Linked DNA regions of Hermetia illucens: region 1 is linked to region 2. The links are chromatin contacts, called in public Hi-C maps. All regions are on one chromosome and are shown on one strand. Each heading gives the region's core, a stretch centred on a gene start, on an enhancer-like site or on the middle of the called end of the contact. The rest is flanking DNA. Distances are from core to core; before and after follow the strand shown. Region 1 holds the start of LOC119654523. Region 2 holds the start of LOC119655021 (biogenesis of lysosome-related organelles complex 1 subunit 1).

Region 1 (5,995 bases), core at 1,860-4,359, 340 kb after region 2:
TTCAATTCTTACATGCGAAATGGCAGTGTAATTTTTTTTCTCACAATTTGGTTATGTAGGGTATCAAACAAAAGGGATAATTGCTGATCTTATTTCCAATATTAGGCAAAATTCATGTATGGCAACTTGAGGTCGTTTATTAAATTTCAATTAATGCCTTGCAAAACAGAGGGAAATATCTCTGAACGAATTCCTTTGGGTGATAACTATACGTCAACTGAGGATGACCCAGCGGTCAGCCGATTGACTCTAAAATTAAAACTGGAGCTCAATTTAGTGGCAATGATACTGTGAAAGGAGTATCGAAGGAAAGCGACTAAAGAGCACCAGAGATAGTGATGCTGAGGAGATGATTCGGTTGGAAGATCAAATAGTAAGAATATTGGAAATGGATATTCTACGAGAGTGAGGCGGGGATAGAGACTAAAACTTTTTATTTTTCAAAAGTTAACTTCCATTTACCAGTTTACACAAATACAAAAACTAGATATACGAAATGTGATTCTGAAACACTCAGAACAGGTCTCAACACCTGCACTATCACACTCTTCTTGGGTTTCTTTTGATGATTCCGCTTCTAATATAGATACGGTTTAAAATGTTGACAATTATTAATATTATCACTTTAATTTATGTGTACATTTATGTAATGTAAAATTAAATTACTGGATAAGACTACGATCTTGCCAGTCCTTATGTATTCCTCGGAGACTTGGGTTCTTAGCAAGAAAAATTGCGAACTCTTCGCCGCGTTCGAGAGAAGAATCCTCCGAAGAATTTTGGCCCCCTACATAGACAATTCCGTAGCCTACATAACGATGAAATATATGAACGATAACACGACGGTTGTGGATAAAATACCGCTCAACAGGTTGCGGTGGGCGGTCCGTATGAATGAGGATGATCCAGCCACGAAAACCTATAAGAGCAACATCTATGATAGAAAAAGAAGACGAGGTAAACCCTACCTGAATTGGTGCACCTCGGCGCAAAACCGGGTTGTCCCCTTAAAGTTACATCTTTCTTCTGGTGAAATTGGTTCACGAAAGTTTGTTTTTTGCTTTCTAATATCTCCTTCAATAATCGTCAGTATGTAACCAAATGGTTTAGAGACATTCTGGCATATTTAAAAAGTTATTTGGGTAACTTTTTTCCCGTAAGTTAGTAGTTTCATGTATGCCGGTTCTCTTCTTTTTGACAATTTTACACTCAAGTGACCTTACGCTCATTGAATAATATACGCTACGCTGCGCTACATTCCGCTACGCTTTTAGTCTGCACTGGACCTAGTCTGCGCTCGGCCTAAATGCTTAAAAGATAATTTTGGAACATTTGACCGCCGTTATTTTGATCAACATTTGGTAAATAGGGTTTTCCGGAATGGTTGCGGGTTGTCGCACTTCATTTTTAAGTCGTAAATTTTGGATAACAGGGTTGTCGTTTGGGGATATTCGAAAGATTAAAATCGCAAAATATGGGGTGGCGGAATGTGAAAATTTGTCACCTCTTGATTTGAAATTGAATAAAACGTTTCAAAGCACCACCGTAGAATTCAATTAACATGCATGCAATTAACTTTTTCTCAAAATTGATTGGCTCCAAAATGAGGAGCGGCAGCCCTAACCTTTTTTATCGAAAACGATCCGCGATTCGCACCCACCAACACAATAAAAAATCTAAAAAAACAAACGCCCATTCTAATATTTTACACAATAGGCTCCCCGCCATATTTTCACTAATGACAGAAATTACTTGTATGGTGCAACCTAACAAAACTCTCAAAAACCGTTTTGGAAAAATGTCTATCAGCAATTGAAATTTCAAGCAAATTCAAACAGACTGAATAGCCCGCGCCATGTTGTGAGACGTCACAACTCTACCGAGGAGACTTCATTGGCATGGCAACCCATAAAAATGTATAACTGTCAATTTCCCGTGGCATTTACAATTCAATTAGTGCCTTCCACAGTTCTCACAACGAATTCATGTAAATTAATTACATTCAAAAGTAACAGCCAAAAAACGAAAAGCGCCACCATATTGCAAATGACGCAACAAACTCTCTCTCACGCATCGCAAAAGCTTTCCGAACTTTTCTGCGTGCGGCATTGCGCATCGAACTTGTATATTGCTTCATACAAGTCCGTGTAATGAACTTCATTTGACAGCTCTCTCACTACGGAAATACGCAGTTACTCTGCTGTTGTATTTGGGCCTTAAGCATTCGGAGATCGGAAAGACCACAAACGCGGAGGATACCGTTCCATTCCATGGATCAAGTTTGATGGCATTCCACGCAACTGCCGTGGTATGTTCAAAAAGCTTTTAGGAAACTGAATTAGGTGCAACAGGGAGTTTCGAGTTGCGACTCCTGGAAATTACAAAACTGTCAAATTGTCACTTCGATCACGATGAAAATCGAACGGGACAGGAGCCTTCGCGAGCATTTATGAGACGAAGCTATAAGCTGTGTCCGATATCACTCGAGTCTCGCGATGTGTACGGACAAGCACCACCAAAGTCGTTACCTTTGGCTTGTGAGTTTACTGCCAAAAAGGGATTTTGAGGAGGTAATTATTTAGGAGATACTCTTCAGCTGATTTGACATTTCATCGCCATGCGAAGGCGATCGAAATCCGACAGAATACTCGCGATTAGACACAAATCTCAAACGGTACGCGTTTGTTTGCAAGAATTCTTCAGAACTCGCATTCATAGTGTGCAGTCTTATTTGGCGAATCACAACTTGGTGACGAAAACCGCGTATGTTTCACGAATCTAGACATGCAAAATCACAGATTAGTAAATAGAGAAATCAGGGAGCAAATAAGATCGGCTTTAGTTGCCTTTCTGTAGAATTATATATAAAGCTAACTCTACCGAACACTCAACGTAAATACTCACCAACTCAACTCACAAGGCTCTTCCATCTCTTCTTTATGCCCGCTTATATTATCCGTTAACTTGTTTTGGCCCCGGCAGCCTAATATCAATGCCGTAGCTTATTTGACATATATAGCAAGAACATGGATTACATCGACGCTTTCCCGGATTGACACTTAGGTTAAAGGCAGTGTACACAGACTAGACAAGGTAATATCAATACGAAACGTCAAATTGATGATAACGTCACTTGGACTGATACAATGTGTAGTGAAAATTAATAAATATCCGGTATCACTGGAACTATCATGGCTAAAGGAGAGTTATAGATTAAGATTTGTAGGAAACATCTCTGCTATGAAAAAGTCCATATCTATGAAAATCGACAGAAACATCTGAGAGATATTCGATTTTAAAATTCCAATTTGATAAGATAGTCACAGATTTGTTGGTTCTGCGACCAAAAATGAAATCATGACTAGAATTTATTATTAGCAAATTGGATCACGATTATGTTCGATAAAGAGCATAAACGTAACATGAACGCACCAAATTAATAAATAATATTAATAACTTTTCTCTTTTTAGTGGGCGGTTCTGGAAGGAAATAATTTCGATGCCTAATTCGAAAATAGAGACAGCATTTTAAAAATAGCTTTTTAACGAAATCGCCTTTTGAAGTAACTTTTGTCACTAAAATTTTATCATTTAAATATTTCGTACGGCCGTGTCCGCATTTCACTTTTGCTCACTGTATATAGTTATGACCCGAACTAGAACTAACGAAATTATTCAAAGGTAGAATTTTGGCTGCTTCTAATAAATTAAATATCAATTCAAAAACGTCTAAAAAGGATCTTAGTGCCAACGAATTTCGATGTTGTGTTGTGATTATTCTCATAAAACAATAATTAAAACCGATCCAGCAGTTCCTGAGGTTTCCGAAGATATTTGCGACCATTTGGAGTGTAAAAAGTTATTAAGTCTAAATACATATCGAAACCGCATAGCGAATATTATCATTTTTAAAAGTACTGGGCACTTGCCCACGAAAGAGTAGTCCGCGCACTGAATAGCAGAAATAAGTTCCTTCTCAAATATGTGCGGCCCGCTATCAAGTAGATGGTAGGCTCAAGACAACTCATCTCAAAGAAAAATTTTCATCTCTATAAGCTTAAACCAGTTTAGGTTCTAACAACGCGATTTCGGTCGTTACAATTCATACCCTTGGCGGATTTTGAATTCAATATAAACGAGCCAAATACCACCGGTCACGCCGCTCCGGGTAGAGAGAGGTCAAGATATTAATAAATCTATGGTGAAAAAAATTCTAAAAAATGCATTAGAGTCTTTATTCATTTCTTCTTAAGTGGGATGACCCACTTAGTAGAAGTTTAACGAAACTAGCAGATACGACAAACGCTTATTGTAGGCAGTCGCATTCAACTCTTATTGAGGGATTTCACATATCTGACAGATATGACTTTGCAAGGAACACTGCAATTGAGGCTTTTTCGATCATATGGACATGCCATTCGCACTGGCGGGAACTCATCTGCGAAGATTGGTTTGAGAATGGAAGTCGATTGAGAATAAACCAACAACAAGGATGGCTTGATATGCTAAATGGTGATTTGAGAGCCTGTCAATTCCATCATATTAGGTCCATAAATTAGCAAAATGGTGGATTTGACCGAGGACAGCCGGCCCCGCATTTGCCTATCATAGTTCTGACTAGTCGCTGACAATTGACAGTTCACTTGTCAGTGGATAAAAGCATTGAATGGAAACTTAGCATTATATGGTTCTGGAAGAGACGAAGTCATAAAAATGATTATAATAAATAAAGAATCTCAACTCGGAATTTCCTGCTGCTATTAATTAAGTTGGCTAAAAAAATTTTAGAGATGCCATGCCAAAAAAATCCACAATGCCATTGAATACTTTCCACTTAAAATCGCTAATAAGCTGGTGCAACGCAAATAATCGTAGACGCAAGTGATTATAAGTTCTATTCAAGGTTAAGAGGAAAAACTTAAAAATTAGAATTTATTCGTTTTATTAAAGAAATTCCATTCTTAAGCATCTTCCTTCAACTTATAATATTAATTGAATTAAATCTTAAATTTAACACCTCTTTTAAATGTTCTTTTATCTATCTATTCAATTGCATCTGATTATTAATATCTTATTTTATGGGTGGAAAACGTAACTCAAAAATCAGGGCCATGCGCTTGTACGAAGTCTAGTCCCCAAAATATGTCTCATTAGGAGATCTGTTTAAATAAACTTAATAATAAATTATTACCAGCTTTTAGGATTGGACCGGATAACCCCTCTTAGGTTCATCCTAGTTTTACTAAATTGCAGCAACCTAGGGAACAGTATCGCGTTCAACACTGCAAAGTTTCATGAGAATCCGGCTATTAGTTTGCTCCGAATTTACTGCATCTTAAGCCATGCAAATAAGATGCTGACGTCATAGTTAACGAGAATAATTGACATTCGAGTAAAAAAAGTCGAATATATAAAGAATTTACTTACCTTTACCCTTTGCTGCTATTAAGTGAGTCCTTTTTATGGTTTTGTGTGAAACAAAACCTTATTAAAATCGATTCAATGTCTGTCTGTCCGTCTGTCGGTTTGTCACACCCAATTTACTCGGAGACATCTGGACCAATTATGTGGTCTGTGTGTCCCATTATATGTAGCGATTAACACCATTTTAGGTTAAGTTTGGAGAGGAGGTCCCCACACATTATTTGCATATCAGTATCAATTACTCGAGGCAGACATGTGTATGTACTCGTATATGTATGTGTAATAAAGCTTGCCTGGTTACCAGCGGTTTCTAGTTTACGTACGCGCATTTGTGCAAGGAGTGCCTGAAGATGCGTTAGATCAATTTATCAATGCGGTAGCAGACAATGTTCGTTTATTGTTTATTTTTATGATGAACACAGTATTTATGTCAGCGATATGTATGTTGATATGTGTATCATCTGGTTTAGCGCAATATTGTAGAATATTTTGTATTCAGGGAGGCAGGGAGTTTCTCACACAAGATTAACCCAAAACATTTATACCCCAACACGCCCAGCTCCCGGTATCC
Region 2 (5,494 bases), core at 2,886-5,385:
GAGCTCTCACAGCTTATGGGCTGTGTAGGCGGACCTTTGCCTCGACATGGGGACTTACGCCTCAGGTAGTAATGTGGATATATATTGCTATCATTAGGCCGATTGTCGCCTATGCATCCATAGTGAGTTAAGTTGAAACAGAAGAGTTTTCGCCGTAAACTATGTACACCGCAAAGAACTGTGTGTCTGGGTATCACCGATGCCATGAGCACGGTATCCGACGCAGCTCTGAATGCATTACTCAATTTGCAATCCTTGGATTTGTTTACTCAGTGCACTGCAATGAGAGCAGCTCACAGACTATTGCGATTAGATCTATGGGAAAACAATGGACGTGGGGGGCACAAAATAGATTTATTGGGAACTGAATCTAGTTTTCGCAATGCCTTCCGATTCTCAGATTCCCATACCTCTGTTTGATAGGAGATATCATGTTATCTTGAAACGGAGAGAAAACTGGAACGTACCAGAAGAATGCGTGTCAGGATATACCGATGTCTTCTACATCGATGGCTCAAAGACAGAAAATGTTTCTGGAGCTGGAGTCTACCTCTCAAATAAAAACGAGAAGTGGGCCTTTCCTTTGGGACAGTACACAACGGAGTTTCAGGAGGAAGTGTATGTGATCCTAAAGGCGGCAACCTGGATTATTGACGAGTGGTTGAATGCAGGCGCATCGCAATCTGTAGCGACAGTCAAGCTGCATTGAGGGCGTTGATCAATTCCTTGCTCACTTCAAAAATTGTTCAGGGATGTAGAAACTGATTGAATGCTGTTTCAAGACTCAATATGGTGGATTTACTCTGGGGTGGAAATGAAATCTTGGATGCTTTAACAAAAGAGACTTCAACTTTCCCCATGTTCGGATAGGAACTAGCAATTGGGTGTCGATAGCATTGACTGGTGCTGGTATCAAAAACTGGGAACAAGCTTCCCATATTGACAGGTGGCGAAGCTTTAATGCTCCTAGACAGATTAAAGTCTTCCTGTCAGGACCAAACAAACATACTGCAAAGTTTATACTGTCGAAAAGCAGGAAAACTTGCAAAAGTATTGTGAGCTTTCTGACTGGCCATAATTCACTAGCTGGGCATATGTTCACAATAGGAATTATCCAAGATGATACGTGTATATCCTGTAATGAGGAAGCGGAATCCACGGAACGTTTTCTATGTGAGTGTCCCGCTTAGGGACGCATCAGACATCATTATGTTTATTCTAGGATTATAAAATTTGGCATGGCTGTAAAGAAGAACATAATGCACAAGTTGGTCAGTTTGAAGAGAATCAAACTATTATTAACAAAGTTAGAGGGTGTGAAATTTTGCCATTTTTTGTGAATTTCATGCACTCTGTAACCCGTATGACGTCATCATCACATATCAATTCGTTAATACAACACTTTTTAGTCATTTGTATATGAATATCAATTACTCCAAACAGACATGTGTGTATGTAGGTATATAGTAAATGCGCGCTAATGAAGTTTGCTGGTCGTGTCTAATTCAGATAGATATATTTGTACATTAAACCAGCCGTATTTAATATACGTACTATGTGTATGCTTTTGTGCACGAAGTAAATCGGAAATATGGGTACGATCATACGATTTACGATTACGATTATACGTGCATATATATGTACAGTATTCGGAAATAGGCAGTTTGTTTGTTTAGGGTGAGCATAACATATATGTCTGTAATATGTACGTACGTTTTGTTGTTTGGAAAAATATGAAGGAATATGTTGGATTTGCAGCTATAAACGGATAGAAAAATGTGCGTTGAAATTTCTTACATAAAATAAACACAACACCTTTATACCCGAAGCGCGAACTTCCGATATTTCCACTTGTTTAATCTTTGTGACGGTTCCTGCTGTTCCCATCCTTTTTATTTCATTTTTCAATTTACTTATCACTTTAAAAGGCATGTGTCTACAGGGTTCTACTTGACCACTACTTTCCCTTCCCAATCGTTCTAATTTTTTTTCGATTATAATTTCCTACATATTTAATATATATTTAATTTTCTACATACATTAATAGGTATAATATTACACACAGCCCCAGTATCAATTTTAAAGATTTCAGATTTATTTATTGAGCAAAGAAAATAAATATATGTGCGGTATAAAAGGAATAATAACTCAAAAGCTCAAGCGTGACTAATTAAGTATGTAACGCTAACCTACGGAGATATCCGGCCTAGCCGGTTACATGGTATAAAGTGAAAAGGTGGTGCATGTCAGTGCTCATTTGACATAACATGTGCTTAAACCTAAGAATAATTTATAACTTACAACTAAACAAACTAAACAAACATAACACAAAATAGTACTCCGTACTGGGAAACAGTAAAAAGGGGGTTTTTAGGCACCGGTGGACAGGATTGATTAGGGGAATTGGAGTAAAGCGCAGTCCTTTCTCAATGGTGTTAGCATTCTGAGAAAGGGCTTTTACTCGATTTGGGCCTGTGCGAGGACAGTGACCCAAGGCGGGAGGGATGAAAAGGACTGTGGGATTGCGGGGCATATATTGTGGGGCTTAATTGGTAGAAGGAGGGACCTCAATTTCGGGAAAAGATTAATGCTTGGAGATATTACATTATGTGCAGGCTAATTAGTGTCTATCGTCTTAATATGGACTAAGTGAAGAAAAAATAATAGCAGGTGATTTACACCTGCGCGGGGATTGACTGCCAGAACATTGAACTTACGCGTTCAGCCTCTGTGAAATTCCGGGGAGGAGTTTTAATAAAAGGAGGGGATGAAGGAAGGAGGGGAGGCGTGATGGTTGAGAGGAGAGCTACTGTCCGAGAGGAGAGCTACTGTCCGAGAGGAGAGTCAGCCCTGACACGTAGTACCTCTGCTCGCGTAATAGTGCATTGCGTTTAGCGAGATTTTTTATCAGCGGGTTAGGGTGGGACAGCCAATTTTTCAGTCTGACGTGCGACAACTTGATCATGTGCGGAATTATGGGGCAAATCCCCGAAGGGTCGTACAGAAGAGAGTTTTGGTGAAATTTTAGGTTTGGCCTTCTGTATTTGGCCGTGCATTTCCTGAATATCGTCCTTTCAAAGCGTTGGAGAGCTTCTGCTATGTTCGGTGACATGGTAGCCCATGCTGGGAAACCGTAGGTCAGGATTGGACGAATGAGAATTTTGTATAAAAGGGTTTTGGTGGCAGGGGACAGGGTCCGGGATGAGAGGAGGTTTTCTAAGGCGGCTGAGGCCTTGGCGATAGCAGATCTAGCGTGAGGGTTGGATTTGAGTTTGTTGTTGAGGGAGATTCCCAGGTATTTAATGGTTGGTTTCGGCTTGAGCGTGTGGTTGGCAATGCGCAGGTTTTTACTTTCTGGCACTGTTCACAAGTGGCGCTCCCCACTGGGGTTTCTGAAGCAAATAACCTCAGACTTATCAGTACCAATTTTAAACGCAACTCTTATCTTTGACTTCACTATATTCACATTTTGTATACAATCATCTTGATCATCAATAGAATCTACTACATTCACAAAAAATTCTTCTATATTCTCATTTTCATCAGACTTCTCGTACAGTATATCTAATAGGCAGTACCCACACTAAAATGCCCCGACTTATAAATGCATTGCGGAAGCTTATCCGTACACGCACGCCCTAAACAAGGCATAATCTTCATCAAATCGTATTGGTAAGAGAGATGGAAAGAACATGTCAGCCATATTTGATTGAAAGAAAAATTAAATTAAATTAAAATACGATATTTTCTTTCATGAAATGCGTGCACAACGAGAATCTCGCTCAAACTCAAGGGCAAAGCAATTTGAAATTGAGATTTCCCTTTTCTGGGGGCAGGAGAGAGCTTGGTAGCGGGATAGTTTCAACCTGTGGTCCATTGTAGGAAGGAGCCGTGTACTATTTAGCGGCCGGTACGGCATCAAGGGACAACTCTTGTCAGTGGAATAATGATGAATGAAAATTCGGCATAATTTGATTCTAGAAAAGATAAAATCACAAAGTTGCTTAATGCAATTAATTGAGTTCGTTAAAAATATTTTGAAAATGCAATGATAGTTCAGCCTGCAGTGACATTTTGAATCAAAAAGGTCAAAATCAAATGGAACGGTAATGACCGCGGTCGTGGGTGGCGCGAGAACGATATGGAACGCGGGTAGAATAGGAGACGTCAATATCGAGATGTATTATTAAGCTCTCTGGATTTGTGGTTGGGTTGCGGAAGTTAGTGAAGTTGAAATGCTGTCCTCTATGGTAAAGGAACACCAACTCAAACAATCACGAAGAAAAGAAGAACAAGGTGCCCGATATCAGAGAAATTACTTGGTGGATTTAACCATATCTACAATATGTACATTTTTTCCAGAAAGTAGACGGAAGGAGACTGTGGAGGCCGCAAACGAGCTAACTCAAGCATTGGTAGACCATTTAAATGTGGGGTAGGTTATTTGAAATACACTCTTATCAATGACAATTAGATCACAATTCGAACGCAACGTTGATGATAAAAAAAACCAGATAATCAAATATACAAAACTCGGCCGCAACAAAATTAAGCGGGAAACAATTACGGCGCGTGCGGAGTGCGGACGAGAGAAGATGCAGAACGCATACTGAATATTTAAGGTCGGCAAAGTTCGCTCTACGTCGGTAAGGTTCGTTCTGCAGATTTGGCGGCGTTCTTCGCATCCTGCTGTTACTTTTAAATGTAGTTAATTCACATGAATTCGTTTTGAGGACTGCGATAGGCACTAAATTCAATTTTTATGAATGGAAGCGATGGGACCAATGCAATTGACAATAATTAGCGCAAATAGCGCCTTCGGTACGTCTGAAAACGAATTCATTCAAATTAATGCCGCATTGCGTGTCTGACTTGTTACGTATTGTCCCAGGTAGATACTAGACAGCTACCACACTCAAGAAGGGAAATCAGTGCAAGTACGCACGATTTCAAATTGCTTTGCCCACAGTTAGATACTAGACAGCTACCTCACTCCCCCTTGCCCCTCAAGGGGGGAAGTCAATGCGAGTACACACGATTTCAAATTGTTTTGCCCTTGAGCATGAGCGAGATGTACCGAAAACCCGATCAGCTGTGTTTGACATACCGCCCGGACTTGCCAATGTATTGGTGAGATTGGCAAGTTTTTGCTTATGTAAAAGTGAATACGTGAAACAACTTTTTGCTATATGGGTGACCATGCCGTAGTATCAGAATAGCAGAAGCTTACCGATCTCTCTCTTACCAATACGATTTGACGAAGATTGTGCCTTTTCCTTGTTTAGCGTCTCTGATGTGTACAGATAAGCTTCTGCAAGCACATTTGCAAGTGGGGTCATTTTTGTAAGCGTACTGCCTATAGTAGATCTACTGTGGCTTTGCCCTTGAGCATTAGCGAGATATAACGAAAACCGGATCAGCTGTGTTTGACATGCTGCCCGGACTTGCCAATGGGTAGGTGAGAGTGATACGTTTTTATCTATAGATAAGTGAA

The links. A called contact is a pair of places that touch in the nucleus more often than the background predicts.
Region 1: a contact with region 2 is called in a Hi-C map of an unstated tissue, with 8 times the contacts expected there. The contact joins the promoter of LOC119654523 here to the promoter of LOC119655021 in region 2. A contact is called at or near these places in 2 of 2 Hi-C or Micro-C datasets (an unstated tissue and whole body).

The regions. Positions count from the first base shown.
Region 1 is chr4:70,108,900-70,114,894 of iHerIll2.2.curated.20191125, forward strand. It overlaps LOC119654523, which reads right to left and starts at 3,110. Exons shown (of 5, transcript XM_038059965.1): 1 at 2,905-3,110. The coding sequence starts at 2,930. LOC119654525 (a long non-coding RNA gene) reads right to left here and starts at 1,961. Exons shown (of 3, transcript XR_005249826.1): 1 at 1,947-1,961; 2 at 969-1,309; 3 at 862-919.
Region 2 is chr4:69,767,971-69,773,464 of iHerIll2.2.curated.20191125, forward strand. It overlaps LOC119655021 (biogenesis of lysosome-related organelles complex 1 subunit 1), which reads left to right and starts at 4,136. Exons shown (of 4, transcript XM_038060695.1): 1 at 4,136-4,296; 2 at 4,363-4,435. The coding sequence starts at 4,236.